Linked DNA regions of Mus musculus: region 2 is linked to region 1. A link is a contact called in public HiChIP or PLAC-seq data. All regions are on one chromosome and are shown on one strand. The core of a region is the stretch at or near the end of the contact, and the rest is flanking DNA. Distances in the headings are between cores, read along the strand shown.

Region 1 (4,003 bases), core at 853-3,352:
TAGGACCAAACTTAAAACAAGAAAACTCTGGAATGTTCTAAGCAAATGTCCTGTGATGATCTGTGAAGTTTGATTACCCTGTACATATCACAAATCATCTCACTTCTTTTTTTCCCCAGTTGCCTTCCCTACAGGGCAAGCCATCCTGTGTGGAGAAGGCAGGTTTGATAGTGGGGGAGGGGATCTGTCTTATATTTGGGAACCCCATGAATAAGCTTTATCCTCCTCTCAAAACTCATTAAGTTGGGCAGTAGTGGTACATGCCTTTAATCCCATCACTTGGGAGGCAGAGGCAGGTGGATTTCTGAGTTTGAGGCCAGCCTGGTCTACAGAGTGAGTTCCAGGACAGCCAAGGCTACACAGAGAAACCTTGTCTTGAAAAACCAAAAACCAACCAACCAAACAAACAAACAAAAAACTCATTATTTTGGTGGTTGGCTTAACGAACAGTGAGCAAAGCAGGCTTTAGTAACAATCTGACCAGATAGAAGTATGACCTATGCACAGCGTCTCAGTATTTGGAAGGCAGAAGGCAGAGGATCAGGCTCAAGGTCCTTCAGGGCATAGTGAATTCAAAACAGAATGGGCTACAGGAGACCCAACTACAAAACAAAAATCAAACATAAGCATTTTAAAAAGTGTTACGCCGGGCATGGCACGCCTTTAATCCCAGCACTCGGGAGGCAGAGGCAGGTGGATTTCTGAGACAGGGTTTCTCTGTATAGCCCTGGCTGTCCTGGAACTCACTTTGTAGACCAGGCTGGCCTCGAACTCAGAAATCCACCTGCCTCTGCCTCCCAAGTGCTGGGATTAAAGGCGTGGGCCACCATGCACTGCTTGATTTTTTTTGTTTGTTTGTTTGTTTCTTTTGGTTTTGGTTTTTCGAGACAGGGTTTCTCTGTGTAGTCCTGACTGTCCTGGAACTCACTCTGTAGACCAGGCTGGCCTTGAACTCAGAAATCTGCCTGTCACTGCCTCCCACGTGCTGGGGTTAAAGGCATGTGCCACCACTGCCCGGCTCGATTTTATTTATTTATTTATTTATTTATTTATTTTTGTTTTTTTGAGGCAGAGTTTCTCTGTGTAGCCCTGGCTGTCCTGGAACTCACTGTGTAGAACAGGCTGGCCTCAAACTCAGAAATCCGCCTGCCTCTGCCTCCCGAGTGCTGGGATTAAAGGCGTGGGCCACCATGCCCTGCTCAATTTTATTTTTAATTGTTAATTAGTTACAAGCAGTTGTGAGCTGGGAACCAAATGTAGGTCTTCTGCAATAGTATGCGGACTTAATTGCTAAAGTTTAGCAGTTAAATCTTCTCTCCATAGCCCTGTGTTTTCCTCTTTGAGACAAGGTAGCTATGTAGGCCTTGCTGTCCTTGAACTCTCTCCATAGACCAGGCTGTCCTCCAACTGAGATCCACCTGCCTCTGTCTCTGGAGTTGCTGGAATTAAGGAGTTTGCCACCACGTTTGGGCCACATTTCCGTAATTTTTTTTTTTTTTTAAAGATTTATTTATTTATTACATGTAAGTACACTGTAGCTGTCTTCAGACACACCAGAAGAGGGCGTCAGATCTCGTTACAGATGGTTGTGAGCCACCATGTGGTTGCTGGGATTTGAACTCTGGACCTTCCGAAGAGCAGTCGGGTGCTCTTACCCACTGAGCCATCTAACCAGCCCCTCATTTCCGTAATTTTAATCAGATGAAGGAATTAAGGAGTTTGCCACCACGTTTGGGCCACATTTCCGTAATTTTAATCAGATGAAGGACGTTGTGTTTTTCTTTCTTTCTTTCTTTCTTTCTTTCTTTCTTTCTTTCTTTCTTTCTTTCTTTCTTTCTTTCTTTCTTTCTTTCTTTATTTATTTATTTATTTATTTAACAGAAGCTCTCTCCCACTTAACGCCATGAGCTCAGCAGGACATTAGGGAGACACAGCTCCAAGCCGGAGCCTACAAAGGTGGGAAACTAGACAGAGAAGAGAATTGGGCGTGTGGCGCGCGGCCTCCTGGGACTTGTAGTCCGCATCCTGCGAGGCGCATGCTCTGATGCTCTGGGTCTTCCGCGGTTGCCATGGCTTCTCTGAGCCTCGGTGGGTGGTGCCCCTAGACACGGGCGGGTTTTGGAGGCGTAGCGCGCGGAAGGCGGAAGGCATCACGCGGTGGGTAGGGCAGTCGAGAGTGGGGACTAGGGCGCGCTGGGACCCGTCCTCTTCCCCTGGCGCACTGGCTGCGGACTTTTCTTCCCAAACCCCTTACGCGCGGTGAGGAGAGGGGCGCACTCGGCACCCGGCTTTCCCGGGTGGGACTAATGAGCTTGACCGCTAGTGGCAAATCCCAGGCCTCCGGTCCTGGAAGCAGCAGAGTCTGGGCCTGCCTGAAGGTCTCAAAGACTATCCTTTTGGATTTTGTTTTAAGACAGAGTGTAGTTCTGTATGCCAGACTGGTCTGTAACTCGGAGATCCACCTGCCTCGGCCTCCTGAGTGCTGGGTTTAAATGCATGCATCTTGGCTAGGTTTGGCTTGTTTTGTCTTGAAACATTCCACTATCCAGGTTGACTTGGAGCTCACGATGTAGTTTAGGCCGGTTTGGCATTTGAGGTGCTCCTACTGCTTCAGACTTTAAAGTGATGGTATTATAAGTGTGCGCCATCATGCTTGGCTAGATTACATAGTAACAAGCGCCTGGCAGAAGGACATACATAAACTACAATTTGCAGTAGTCGTTCTCAAACTGACTGGCACATTAAAATTCTGGGGGGCTTTTTGTTTAAAAAAAAAGTATAAACTGAGCATAGTGGCACACACCTTTAATCCCAACACTGGAGAGGCAGAGGCAGGAGGATCTCGATGAGTTTAAGGCCAGCCTGGTCTACATAGAGAGTTCAGGACAGCCAGGGCTACATAGAGAAACCCTGTCTCAAAATAATGTAAAAATAGGATACCTTGCAGGATGTGGTAACACACATCCTGAATCCCCAGCACTTGTGAGGAAGAGACAGGTGGATCTCTGTGAGTTCCAGGCCACACTTGTTTACATTTTAAGTTCCAGGCTACTCAGGAAGATATAGGAAGACCCTGTCTTTAAAAACAACAACAACAAAACAATCTGGGCCTGTCCTCTCCAGGCAAATGAATCTAGATCTCTGGGATGTGTGGGACGTGAAAGCCAGGCAAAGGTTTCCCCGGGTGTATCCAGTGCAGGGAGGCATCTGGACCACTAGTGTGGAGTTTCAGGGCTTGGTAAAGGTGAGTGACTCTATCTGTGTGCTCCTGCCCACAGTGAGCAGCCAGCCAATGTGGAACAATGGCACTGAGCCACTCGGTGAAGGAGCGAACTATTTCTGAGAACAGCCTGATCATCCTGTTGCAGGGCCTCCAAGGCCAAATAACCACTGTGGACCTTCGGGATGAGAGTGTGGCCCGAGGACGCATTGACAACGTGGATGCTTTCATGAATATCCGCCTGGCCAATGTCACCTATACCGACCGCTGGGGACATCAGGTTGAGTTGGATGACCTTTTTGTGACCGGTCGTAACGTCCGATACGTCCATATCCCAGATGGTGTGGACATCACTGCTACTATTGAGCAGCAGCTGCAGATCATCCACCGTGTGCGCAACTTTGGTGGCAAGGGTCAAGGTCGTCGAGAGTTCCCCTCCAAAAGGCCATGAGACTGTGTCCTCGTTAAAGTTCCAGCACCACCTCAGGGACCTCCGGTGTTCTGAGCCAACTCCCGGCCATCCTTCCCCACCAGTAACAGACATGTCACAGCGGCCTTTCGTAGGGTTCCAGTTTTCAGACACACCCTGGGACCCAGAATTCCTTCTGCTGGTGGCCTTGGGGTAGGTGACAATCCCTCTTTTGGATCATTTGTATCTCAAATCTCCATTCACTGATTGGACCCCGTCCATCAAGGAGTCGTCAACTCTGGCTGTGAGGAGTACTGCGAGTGTTTGGAGTGAATCACCTCTAACGTCCCGTTTCTTTTTGGCATTTGTTTCTT
Region 2 (4,212 bases), core at 1,421-3,920, 130 kb after region 1:
GCATAACAGAAACACACACACACACACACACACACACACACATTTCTAGAGCCATTTAGAACTCAGAACAATAAAATATTCTTTTTAGATAAAAGTTTTATCTTATTTATCTTATTTATTTATTTACTTACTTACTTAGAGACAGTTCCATACAGCCTAGACTGGCTGCCTGATCCTCTTGCTTCTACCTCCTGAATGTTGGGATTACGTGTGTGTGTGTGTGTGTGTGTGTGTGTGTGTGTGTGTGTACCACAATCATTTTATTTGGTGATGGGTACCAAATCCAAGATTTCATGTGTACTAGGCAAACACTCTACCAACTGAGCTATGCCCTTAGCACTTAGAAAGATATTTTAAAACTGCCCTTGTGGGCTGGAGAGATGGCTCAGTGGTTAAGAAAACTGCCTGCACTTACAGAGGTCCTGAGTTCAAATCCCAGCAACCACATGGTGGCTCACAAACATCCATAATGAGATCTGACGTCCTCTTCTGGTGTGGTGGTGGCATCGCATGCCTTCTATCCCAGTACTCAGCGGGTAGAGGCAGGTGGATCTCTATGTTCAAGACCAGTCTGGTGTCTCCAGTTCCAGGACAGCCAGGGCTACCCAGAGAAACCCTGTCTTAAAAAATGAACGAAACAGGGGCTGGTGAGATGGCTCAGTGGGTAAGAGCACCCGACTGCTCTTCCAAAGGTCAGGAGTTCAAATCCCAGCAACCACATGGTGGCTCACAACCATCCCTAACGAGGTCTGACTCCCTCTTCTGGAGTGTCTGAGGACAGCTACAGTGTACTTACATATAATAAATAAATAAATTAAAAAAAAAAAAATGAACGAAACAAAACAAACAAAAACCAAACAATGCTGGGCAGTGGTGGCGAATGCCTTTAATCACTTAAAGTGCAGCACTTGGGAGGCAGAGGCAGGTGAATTTCTGAGTTCGAGGCCAGCCTGGTCTACAGAGTGAGTTCCAGGACAGCCAGGGCTACACAGAGAAACCCTGTTTTGAAAAACAACAACAACAAAACAAAACAAAACAAAAACACCACCAACACCCCCCCAAGAAAACCAAAAAACAATAACAACAACCCTGACACTGCTTAACATGTTACTTCAAGGAAATCATCAAAAAAGAAAAGCAACATTTATTTTTATATATGTTCTTTTCTATAAAATATTTGTGTGTGTTTATGTGTATACTCCTGAGGACGCCAGAGGTGTCCTGTAGAGCCAGACTTACTAGCAATAATGAGGTGGTTTGTTTTTTTTTTTTTAGTTTTTTTTTTTTAAGAGTTATTTATTTATTATATGTAAATACACTGTAGCTGTCTTCAGATGCACCAGAAGAGGGCATCAGATCCCATTACAGATGGTTATGAGCCACTATGTGGTTGCTGGGACTTGACCTCAGGACCTCTGGAAGAGCAGTCAGTGCTCTTAACCACTGAGCCATCTCTCCAGTCCAAGGTGGTTTTTTAAAAATATAATTTATTGGGCTGGAGAGATGGCTCAGCAGTTAAGAGCACTGACTGCTTTTCCAGAGGTCCTGAGTTCAATTCCCAGCAACCACATAGTGGCTCATAACCATCTGTAATGGGATCTGATGCCCTCTTCTGGTGTGTCTGAAGACAGCTACAGTGTATTTACATATAATAAATAAGTCTTAAAAATATATATATATATAATTTATTTTTATGTTCATTGGTGTTTTGCCTGCATATATGTCTGTGTAAGGGTGTCAGAAGCCCTGAAAGTGGAGTTACAGACAGTTGTAAGCTGTCATGTGGGTGCTGGGAATTGAACCCAGGTACTCTGAAAGAGCAGCCCATGGTTTTAACCACTGAGTCACCTCTCCAGCCCCTTGTGTGTGTTCTCAAGTATTCACAAATCATATACTTTTAGCACCCACACCCAGGGCTGACTTTGCCGGGGATCTTATCCTTGGGAGGTACCTCCTAGCTCTTTTGGATCTGTCCTGAAAACTGTGGACCAGAACTGGCTGGCTGGAGCTGCCCCCAGGAAACAGTCAAGCCATCACCCAAGGTACAGGCCTAGAACCTTGTAATTTGGGAAGTAAAGGTGGTAGGATCGCCTTCTTGGGCTCCAATAGGAGGCCTCCCGTGACAATCTCCTCTCTCGAATCTGCATAACTATTTTTCTTTTCCATCCTAGAATACTTCTTGCCCAGGTCTGCCACTGGTGCTACAATAACAGGTTCACGCTCAATGCCCTAGTCAATTGGGACATCATAGTATGTCTGCCCCAAAGCAGAGTGATTTCGGGAACGGTGGGGAATACAGAGGGGTTGAGGATGTCATGATCTCCAAAGCCGAGGACAGGCTTCATGACTAACAAGGACACACGCGGTCCAGGAGGGCCTTGAACTCACTCGAGCAGCAGAGGCTCATCTTGCACCCTTTACTTCCCAAATTACGAGGTTGAAGGCGTGTACCATCACACTCAGACTGACTGTCAACATTTCTATATGTTAGATCAACGATACGATGGCTTCATTCCATCACAAAGCCCCAATCTGCAGGTGAGGAAATAGAAGCCAACAAAATCAGGGTACCAGTCTAAAATATCCTGGCAAAAAGCTGGGAGCCAGTGTCAATTCTTCCATCTGTACATGCTCATTTGACCACCAGGGGGAGACAGATGCCCGTTAATGGAGAGGTCGGGGTATCCGGCAAGGGGTTAGTCACCGCGAATGCTCTTTTGAGAGCGTCTCAGGGGACTAGCGAGCCTAGGGTATCTTGGTACAGAAAGAGTGTGTAGGGGTTGAGGGAGGTGTTGTAAGAGAGCCAGGGTTCAGGAACGTTGGCGGCTGGAGGAGGAGCCAAGAACGTTTTGTGGCCTCCTGGCTCTGCCTTTTCTGACCCTGTTGGGAAAAGGGCAGCATTAGGGAAAAGGAGGTTTCTCTGGATGGGGTGGGCCCCTGCCTCCACCTCCCATCTCCTCAGAGACGCTCGGAGTCTTGAATAGACCGGACATTCCTAAGTTTTCTGGCAAGGAAACCAGGAAATCAGACCTTGAGCCAGCCTCCTTTCAGGTCCAGCCAGTTCATTGGAAGCAGCCTTTGCCCCAGGACTTCCCGGAAAAGGCCCACTGTGCCAGGGGAGCCACCCTCGGGCTTCTGCCGCAGATGCCTCTAAGATGTACCGCTGCGCTGCCCACTCTCCCTGGCTATGGGTTAAACCCATCTCCTGAGCTCAAGTTCTGTACAGTTCTCTGTGTGACACTTCTGTGGGTCTCCTTAAGTCCTTTCCACCGTTCCTTGTACACGAATACCAGTGTCTGTGGGATTGGATTGGACCTAGAAGGTTTGGAATTGTCGTTGTCGTTGATCCTTTTTCCATTTCCCATGACCAATGAGCTTTTCTGTGTACTCTGTCCATCTCTTGGTTTCCACCACGCAGTGAGCCAAGTCCCCAGCATCTCGTCACTAGGACCCATTTCTACAGCAAGTTCCACTGCCACTCTTCCTTCAATACCTTTTCCAGGTGACAGTCGTGATAACCTGGTTACATCCCCTACCTGATGAACCTGTCCCAGTAGCTCCCTTACCGCTCCTTTTATTAAATAAGTTATTGTTATTTGTGTGTGCGTTGGGGGTGGGGAGACACACATGGGGAAGTCAGTTGCAACTTTGTAGAGTCTATTCTTTCCCTGTACTTTTAGAGGGGTTCCTGGGTTCACTGATGAGTCATCTTGCTGTCCCCACCTCCTGGGGTTTTGTTTATTACTTTTTTGGTTCTTTAAACAGAGTCTCACTGAATAGTCAGAGCTGGTCTCAAGTTCGCAATTCTTCTGCCTGAATGACTAGTGCTGGGATTGTGGGATCACGGGTATGAACCACCCCACGGTGCTTCCAGTGTGCTTGCAATAAACATTAGATTCCTCGGTGGCAGGGTTCCTGAATGAGCTGGCCCTTCCTATCTCTGTGAGACCCAACCCCCCTCATTTTCTATGGTTCATCTACCCCGGCCCCATTCACTACAGGCCTTTGTAGAGTTGCCTCTACCTGAAACCCCAAACCTTTGCACTAGGAACTCTTGGGGATCTCAGCTCCAGCTCCTTTCTCAGGGATGCCCTGCTTCATCTCCATGACTGGGGTCAGATCTCTTACTCGTTTTTCTAATGCCACACACTTAGCTGCTTCAGGGCTATCAAGGCTGTAATTATGTATTTGTTTGAAATACTGCTTAGTTAT

Evidence for each region. HiChIP or PLAC-seq counts read pairs in DNA pulled down with a chosen protein or histone mark.
Region 2: a CTCF HiChIP or PLAC-seq map of the NIH/3T3 cell line shows a contact between it and region 1, with 11 read pairs. The contact joins the enhancer-like site here to the promoter of Lsm10 in region 1. A contact is called at or near these places in 1 of 39 promoter capture datasets (neural stem cells), 1 of 15 datasets of contacts at CTCF or cohesin (the NIH/3T3 cell line), 11 of 484 Hi-C or Micro-C datasets (the G1E-ER4 cell line, cardiomyocytes, cerebral cortex and 8 more), 4 of 115 datasets of contacts at active chromatin or transcription factors (the SCID.adh cell line, craniofacial prominence, embryonic hindbrain and 1 more) and 3 of 9 other capture datasets (adipose tissue, liver and pancreatic islet).

The regions. Positions count from the first base shown.
Region 1 is chr4:126,094,551-126,098,553 of GRCm38.p6, forward strand. It overlaps Lsm10 (U7 snRNP-specific Sm-like protein LSM10), which reads left to right and starts at 2,103. Exons shown (of 2, transcript NM_138721.2): 1 at 2,103-2,259; 2 at 3,279-4,003. The coding sequence starts at 3,303. The coding sequence ends at 3,671.
Region 2 is chr4:126,224,506-126,228,717 of GRCm38.p6, forward strand. No RefSeq gene overlaps it. Among named protein-coding and RNA genes, the nearest start is that of Thrap3, 24 kb to the left of the region's middle. Within about 2 kb of position 2,671, at least 195 of the 459 cell types and tissues checked have an H3K27ac peak or open chromatin away from gene starts, as enhancers often do. A contact at or near this core is called in the G1E-ER4 cell line, the NIH/3T3 cell line, the SCID.adh cell line and 10 more, where this site is marked.